Linked DNA regions of Ovis aries: region 2 is linked to region 1. The links are chromatin contacts, called in public Hi-C maps. All regions are on one chromosome and are shown on one strand. Each heading gives the region's core, a stretch centred on a gene start, on an enhancer-like site or on the middle of the called end of the contact. The rest is flanking DNA. Distances are from core to core; before and after follow the strand shown. Region 1 holds the start of TOMM20 (translocase of outer mitochondrial membrane 20). Region 2 holds the start of ARID4B (AT-rich interaction domain 4B).

The links. A called contact is a pair of places that touch in the nucleus more often than the background predicts.
Region 2: a contact with region 1 is called in a Hi-C map of hypothalamus, with 2.4 times the contacts expected there. The contact joins the promoter of ARID4B here to the promoter of TOMM20 in region 1. A contact is called at or near these places in 2 of 16 Hi-C or Micro-C datasets (hypothalamus and skin fibroblasts).

The regions. Positions count from the first base shown.
Region 1 is chr25:7,266,708-7,270,491 of ARS-UI_Ramb_v3.0, reverse strand. TOMM20 (translocase of outer mitochondrial membrane 20) reads left to right here and starts at 1,688. Exons shown (of 5, transcript XM_027962445.2): 1 at 1,688-1,938. The coding sequence starts at 1,818. It overlaps LOC114110915 (small nucleolar RNA SNORA14), which reads left to right and starts at 2,384; the gene lies at 2,384-2,518. It overlaps LOC132658656 (a long non-coding RNA gene), which reads right to left and starts at 1,463. Exons shown (of 2, transcript XR_009598569.1): 1 at 1,227-1,463.
Region 2 is chr25:7,435,905-7,439,583 of ARS-UI_Ramb_v3.0, reverse strand. ARID4B (AT-rich interaction domain 4B) reads left to right here and starts at 1,506. Exons shown (of 23, transcript XM_060406727.1): 1 at 1,506-1,756; 2 at 2,736-2,790. The coding sequence starts at 2,785. GGPS1 (geranylgeranyl diphosphate synthase 1) reads right to left here and starts at 1,127. Exons shown (of 4, transcript XM_004021362.6): 1 at 918-1,127.

The sequences.
Region 1 (3,784 bases), core at 439-2,938:
TTTCCCAAGCTCTTGGACTAGGTTAGGAATGTCAGCTAAATGTTTCCATAAGTACCCTGCAACAGCTTGACACCATCTACCCTAGAGTTGAGCCAGACTTTGTGTTATGGGGACAGTATTGCTGTATGACAAGATGGCTGTATGAGAATACACAGGTCACAAATACAGGGAGAGATGTGTCTCCAGGCCACTCTTCTGACCGACCAGCTAGTAATTTGGAGGTTCCTACTCCCTGTCTCAGGTTCACCATAAGGAATCACAGAACTCAAGAACATGTTCTACTTATGATTACAGTTTTATTACAGCAAAAGGATATACATAAAATGCAGCCAGGGAATGCCCTGGTAGTCCAGTGGTTAGGACTTGGCACTTCCACTGCTTAAGTCCCAGGTTCAACCTTTGGTCAGGGAACTAAGATTTCACAAGCCTTGCTGTGCAGCCAAAAAAGAATAAACCAAAACCAGCCAAAGGGAAAGAGAAGAGGCATGCACAAGGGAAAGGTATGGGCGAGTCCCAAATTCAAAGCTTCTGTTGTTCCCTCCCTGAACACCTCCCAGAAGACAGAACACCTCACCCTCCTTGCACATGGCACGTTGATTCCTAAGTACAGAGTACTGCCAACCTCGGAAGGGCACATGCTTCGGTGTCCAGAGCCTTCATTGGGCTTCCCTATGTGGGTCATAACCTACCTTCCCTGGTGGCTCAGACGGTAAAGCGTCTGCCTACAATGAGGGAGACCTGGGTTCGATCCTGGGTCAGGAAGATCTCCTGGAGAAGGAAATGGACACCCACTCCAGTATTCTTGCCTGGAAAATCCCATGGACGGTGGAACCTGGTAGGCTACAGTCCATGGGGTCACAAAGAGTCGGACACGACTGAGCAACTTCACTTATGTAGGTCATGAAGTTGAACTCCATGAAGTTATTCTCCAGCCTCCTTCCCCTCCTTTCCCCCAGAAATAGGGCTGATACCACCCAGATCAAAGTCCCAACCGCCCAATCACAACCCTGGTCTTTCAGGTCTTGCTGGGCAGCCCCATGATGAACCATCTCTTTCGCATAAACTGTCAGGACACTACAGTCTATAATAAACATTCCTATCACTCCAAAGGTTTCAGAGGATCCCGTCTATGTCTTTTCAAATTTAAACTACACACATAATGTCTTCAGTGGGTATGACAGCTTGACAACTCAGTGTTTACTATTTTTTTCCATTGTGTCTCTTACCCGTTATCCTTTTCCAGGAATCGCTCCATTTAATTTTCTTCCACTCCTGAGACTATACCGTAACAATCTTTTGAAATCGAATCACTAGATTATGGTCCTTGCTGCAAAACGGATTGTGACTGAGCTTGAAACCAAATGAAAGTGAATCAAACAAGAGTTACAGGGCGCCTGTGTAACATAAAATGATGAAGCATTTGCGACCAGTGACCTTCCATCTTTGACACAAGCAAGGAAGTCAGCTACACACACTCTGGAGTGTGCGCACGACGGCCACGTGCCACCCTCATCACGTCAAGCTCAAACGCTCTTAAGGACGTGCGCGACCTCGCGCAGTAGCTCGACTCCGTAGCGAACTTAAGCACCTGCGCAGGCGCAGAAGCGGCGCGGGTGCCTCCCCTCAGGCACTGCTGCGGACATCCCCAGGGGCCTCGGCGACGGGGGCCGGAAGTGACGCATGTTCCGTCTTTCCGCGTCCCTCGCGGCGGGCGGCGGGCGTCGGGACGGAGCCGCGCACTCGGATCTGGGTCTTCGCGGTCAACGGCTTCTTTTAGGGCCCCGCCGCAGCCGACCCGGCTCCTCGGTGGAGAGAAGATGGTGGGCCGGAACAGCGCCATCGCCGCCGGCGTGTGCGGGGCCCTTTTCATCGGTTACTGCATTTACTTCGACCGCAAGAGACGGAGTGACCCCAACTTCAAGAACAGGCTGCGAGAACGTGAGTGGGTCTCCGGTTCCCTGGGCCTCCCTCCTCCTCCCCCCGCGGCGCCCTCGTCCCCTGCTTCCCGCCGGCCGACCCGCCGCGTGCTGGGCGCCGCGTGGTGCTGCAGGGTCTGGGCCCTGGAGCGCACCCGCCAGAGAAAGGTGATGGCGCCGCTTCCAGGGTTGCTCCCGGCTCGTGTGCCAACGAAAGCGTCCCTCCATTTTGGAGGAACGATTTTTCCCATTTTGTTTTCCCTAAGCATGTACTATGTAAGGGCAGATTGGTTTGTATTGTAATTTAGGGGGTTGTGGCTCTTTTTTGCTGTTTATCTTTTTTCGCCTCTTCCGAACTCGAATGTGGGTTTTTTTGTGGTGTTTTTTTTTTTTTTGTATTTTAGGAATTTGTGCTTAGACTGAACCTGCAAATCCAGTTTAGTATCATTCTCAAACGATAAGGTTGCATGCATTCTTAAACCCTCTTGGTAGCTCCACTGTAAAGGCTTCCAAGATATGAGTGAATGCTATAGAAATCGCAGGGGCGTCCAAAAGGCTGCACGTTTCCTGTGGCTCAGTCTTATTTCATACCTGCGACATCTTTTAAAAGAGATTTACAAGAAGGAAATCGTGTCGCCAAAACCTTTCGTGTGCTTTGAATTTCGGAGGTATGCTCGTTCGCAGCAACAGAAGAGCAAATTTGTTGCATTAAGAAATAATTTTGTAATCTACCTAGGTTGCTCAGTCAGAATAGTTCCTGAAACTAGAATGTATAGGTAAATTACTAAAGCCCAGAAAAATACGAAAAAGTGATTAGCATTTCACGTGTACTTGGGTTGCACGTGGCTGGGACTACCTTACTGGAAACTGCTGCTCTTACACCATCTGCAATGTGATACCTGATTCTGGCTCTCTTGTGTCTCAGGAAGAAAGGGATATAGAGGTGATTTTTTTATTTATAGTTAGGTAAACTAATGGAAATAATGCTGCTTTGGATTCAGACACTGAGTTTCCTGACCCAGGTTAGTCACAGATTAGCAGTATGATCTTGGGTTTTCTGAATCTTATTTTCTTAGCTTGCAAATCAGGTATTGCCTCTTTTTGGTTTTGTGAAGATTAAAATGTTTGATGTGCTCACCACCATTCTTGACATGGAGAACATCCTGTAAATTCCTGCTGTAAATGTAATTATTGGAATTGTTATCGTTTTCCTGTAGCTTCCAAGAAATAGTTGGGCAGTGGTGGTGTGGAGGTAGATCTCTGTAAAGACTGGATTAACCCTTCCTTTGGAATCGCTGCAATCCTATTGTTGAAAACCTTGAGAAAACTAATTTTTGGTTGAAGAAATAATAAAAGCTGTGATTTTGAACAAATTGAGAAATCTGTTATTTTCACAGGTTTGGTTTTTTTTTTGGTCTTCCATAAATTTCTTTCTAGTTTCAGTAGTAGCCTGATGACTTAAGTGTCAGGCTTGAATTAGTAGCTAAGTAACCTTGGGCAACAAATTTCAAGCTTTAGTTTCCTTCTTTTTTTGTAGAACATTATAATGTAGAATTTAGTACAGTACCTGACACACGGTGATTAATGAATGTGCTGAAGTCCTGGGTGTTCATTGGAAGGACTGATGCTAAAGCTGAAACTCCAGTGCTTTGGCCACCTCACATGAAGAGTTGACTCATTGGAAAAGACTCTGTTGCTGGGAGGGATTGGGGGCAGGAGAAGAAGGGGACGACAGAGGATGAGATGGCTGGATGGCATCACGGACTTGATGGACATGAGTTTGAGTAGACTCCGGGAGTTGGTGATGGACAGGGAGGCCTGGTGTGCTGCGATTCATGGGTCGCAGAGAGTCAGACAGGACTGAGCAG
Region 2 (3,679 bases), core at 257-2,756, 170 kb before region 1:
CAGTCAAAACCCCAGCCCTCCAGCCTCAGTTCTTCATATTTTAAAAAGCTCCCGCTGGCATAAGGCTTTCCAACATGATACCGTTTCTGTCTGGAATGCTCTTTCCTTAAGTTTACTCCTGCTAAACCTTCTGCTCTCAGCTCGATCTTTACTTGCTCGGGAAAGCCTTCCCTCATCTCCCTAAGGCAAATTTCCTGTTTCCAATTCTCATATCACCGTGACACTCTCTTTCGTAGCAATCACACCTGTTGCCATTTCACACTGACGTGTGTGTCCATCCTGTCCGTCTTATGCTCGGATTCAGGAAGGCAGGGGCCACACCAGTTTTTTCACATGGTAGGCGCTCAAATATGTGAAATGAACGAAGGAACCAATGGCAAGTGCCTTCCAACGCGTTAGAGGATAAACTCAAGGCACACTCCGGCATGAAAAAGTGATAATATCATGCAAAGTGGTTTTTTTTGTTTTTTCTTTAAAGGGAAGGATCTGGTTTCAGTATTGCCAAATCGACACACAAATATAAGGGCGGCTGCGGAGCGCAGAGCGCATCCGTCCAAACTCCAGGAGATGATGGATGGGTCTGAAGAAAATTGCCGGGGAGATACAGGGAGGGAATTTAACTAACTTCGAGTCAGATTTTTAACACAGCCTTGGCAGAAGAGCTTCAAACGTCGACTCCCCTAGCACAGGGTCGGTGAGGTGCCCGCTTCCTCTCCGCCCAGAGGGCCCCTTCCGCCCCACTGGGTCCCTTGCGGCTCCTCCCCTTCTCCAGCCAGAGGATGGAAAATTCATACACAATCCGGTTCAGCATCCGGGTCCTCACCCTCCTTTCTTTCTTTCCTCTCAGCTCCGCCTCCCAGCCTCCCCCACCCACCTCCCCATCCGGGTTCCCCCCAGCCGCCACCACAGCCACTCACGGTTCGAGGATGATATCACAACTTTCACGCCGCGGGTCCGGGAGTAAGCTGTACCCAGTATCAGCTTCCCACCTTATAGTTCAGAGTAAGGGTCCTTCCGATGCCTACATGAATACTTTCCCCTATTTCACCACAGAACTCTCCGCCCTCTTCGGCCGCCGGCGACCCCGCATTACTCGGTGCAATAAAATGCGCCATCCCGGTCACACTGCGCAGGCGTCGTTGCCACCTCCCCTCCGCTTTGTTGCTCCGCCCCCTTTCGTTCCCCCCCGCCTGTCTCACGGAGGCGCGGGGCATTGCGGGTCTTGCAGTTCTCCGGGGGGAGGCTTCGCGCATTGGTCCGACAGGCTGGACTACATTTCCCGGGGAGCTTTGAGGCGTAACTTTCTGTTTCCATAGAACTGGTGGGAAAATGGCGTCGTTGTTTGTATCGCGGGGACCAATAGGAACAGGGTATAGGCGGGTTCTAAAGAAGCCTAACCAATCCGAGGTCGTCTAAGAAGCCATCCGGGAAAGAGGTAGGGGAGGGGAAAAAAGTCTAGGGGAGGGGAGAAAGGAGGGAAGGGGGGCACTTGGGGTGGGGGGGGAAGCGATGTTTGCCCGTCAGTCGAGTCCGGAGTGAGGAGCTCGGGCGCCGGAGCGGAGGGAGACTCTTCAGCTTAAGCTTGCCGCTGCCACGGCCACCGCCTGGACTTTTGCTCGGAGGGAGTCGCAGAGGGTCTGTCGCCGCCGTCCTGTGGAGGGCAGCGCGATTGGGGGCCCAGACCTCCAGTCCAGGAGAGATTTTTCGTCGTCCCCCCTCCCCCCAGCGAGGGAGCCCGAGCGGCCGCCAAACAAAGGTACCAGTCGCCGCCGCGGGAGGAGGAGGAGCCGGAGCTTCAGCCTCAGCAACCGCTGGACCCGCCGCCCTTCTTCCCCCATCTCTCCCCCGGGCCTGCTGGTTTTGGGGGGGAGCAGGGGAGGGGACTCTGGACGTGCCAGAGTCGGAGCTCGCCTCCGAGGAAGGTAGGGACATTTTCTGAGGCTTTCGCGGTCTCGTAAGGGGGTCATTAAGGGAGTCACTGGGCCCGGCCGAGGACCCGGGGAAGGTCGCTTTGGTGGTCTCCCCGGGCACGGAAATTCGGGGCCTCGGCCTCCGTGCAGCTCCCCCGCCCCCCGCAGTTGCCGAGTCCGAGTCGCCCCCCAGCCTGGCGGCCGCACACTCAGCGCTTTAGCGTCCCTCGGCCGCGGTGGGGGGCCCGGGTCGGTGGGGGAGCTCTGCCGCCTCCTGGCCCCCTCGGCGCTCTCGCTGTCCCCTCGGATCCCGCTCCCACTTGTCGGGTGTCCATCTCGGAGCGGGACGTGGGCTGAGGCTCTGCGGCTGGTCGGTGCAGCTCGCGGCCCGCCCGGCCCGTCCGTCGCCCCTGCTGTGCTCCCCCAGGCCCGGCTTGCGCCCGCTTGGACTTGGGGTGCGCGGCCCTTTCGAGGGGGAGCTGCCGGAACGGCGCGGAGGCCCTCGGGCAGGAGGGCGGCCGGCCCCGCGCCGGCCCCCAGGCTTGTTGTGAGTTTCTTCTCTGACAGAAATGGCGTCATTGTCGGAGACGGGAAACTCCGTCGGGTCCCGACAATGGGGACGGGAAGCTGTCGAGCTGTGTAGGTGGCCAGGTTTGCGAGGATGGCGGGGCCAGAGGGGGACCCTGGATCGGCGTTTGGTGGTTTGGGGGCTGACGCCTCCTTGAGCTCCTTTTCGGCGTGCAGGCTTCGCTGGAGTCCCTCCGCCTCCGCCAGTGCAGAGGGGTGCCCGTGATGTTGACGGGGTGTCTTTTGTTTCTTCTCCAGGTGCAGGTGAATCTGGTATTTTCGGGGAGATCGCGGCCCCAGGATCATCATGAAGGTAAGATCTCCAGAAGACGAGCCTGGGGGCCAGAGAATCTAGGAAGTGGGGGCTTTGATTGAGTTCGGGTAGGGGGCCCCAACGAGTTTTGCTGAGGAAGGTGTGTGTGGTGGCTTGGCGCCCGAGCTCGTCCCCGGAGACGACGAGGGTCAGCTGGTGTGGATATCGGTGGGCTTTGCTGTGGAGTTGGAGCCGGTTATAGGATATCTCGCTGAGGATGATTTTTCCTTATAGAACCTCTCTCTTTTCGGGGAATGAGAGAAATAGCTGCGTGAATTTAAGTGTTTTAAAAGCAGGTCAAGTAATCTGATTCTAGAAACTGAACTGTATTGTGGTTCTATCGGTTACACTGATGAAAGAACATCTCATTTATTGTGTGAACAGTATTGTCAATTTTTAACCGAAGACCTCCTTGCTTAGGAGAATTAAATATAATCTTAATTGAAAGATTTTTTGAAGAGAATGTTGGTGATCTTTACATAATTCAGAGACAGCAGTTAGTTGTTCCTTGTATTTCCGGGGATTTAGGATTATATGGTGTGTTTTCCTCTGCTGATCCATTAGGTCTATAAATTATCAGATGCTGTATTGCATTGTGATAAAACCGATTGCCAGGTTCCTTTTAAATGTAAACATGTTAACTGAATGGAGGATATTGTCTAAAAGAGTATGGTTTGCTTAAATGGTTGAAGAAATTATAGTCATAAACTTAGTACAGGTTGTTTTTTCACTTTAGAGAATATGTGATTGAATGCTGCCATATTTTTTTAACCCACTTTAGGATGAAAAGCTTTAGATATCTGAAATGTTTAGATTCAACTACTGGAACTTAGAGACTAGCAGGTATTTTTCATCCATTACAAACTCAGAAGAGCTTGAAAAGAGTAGA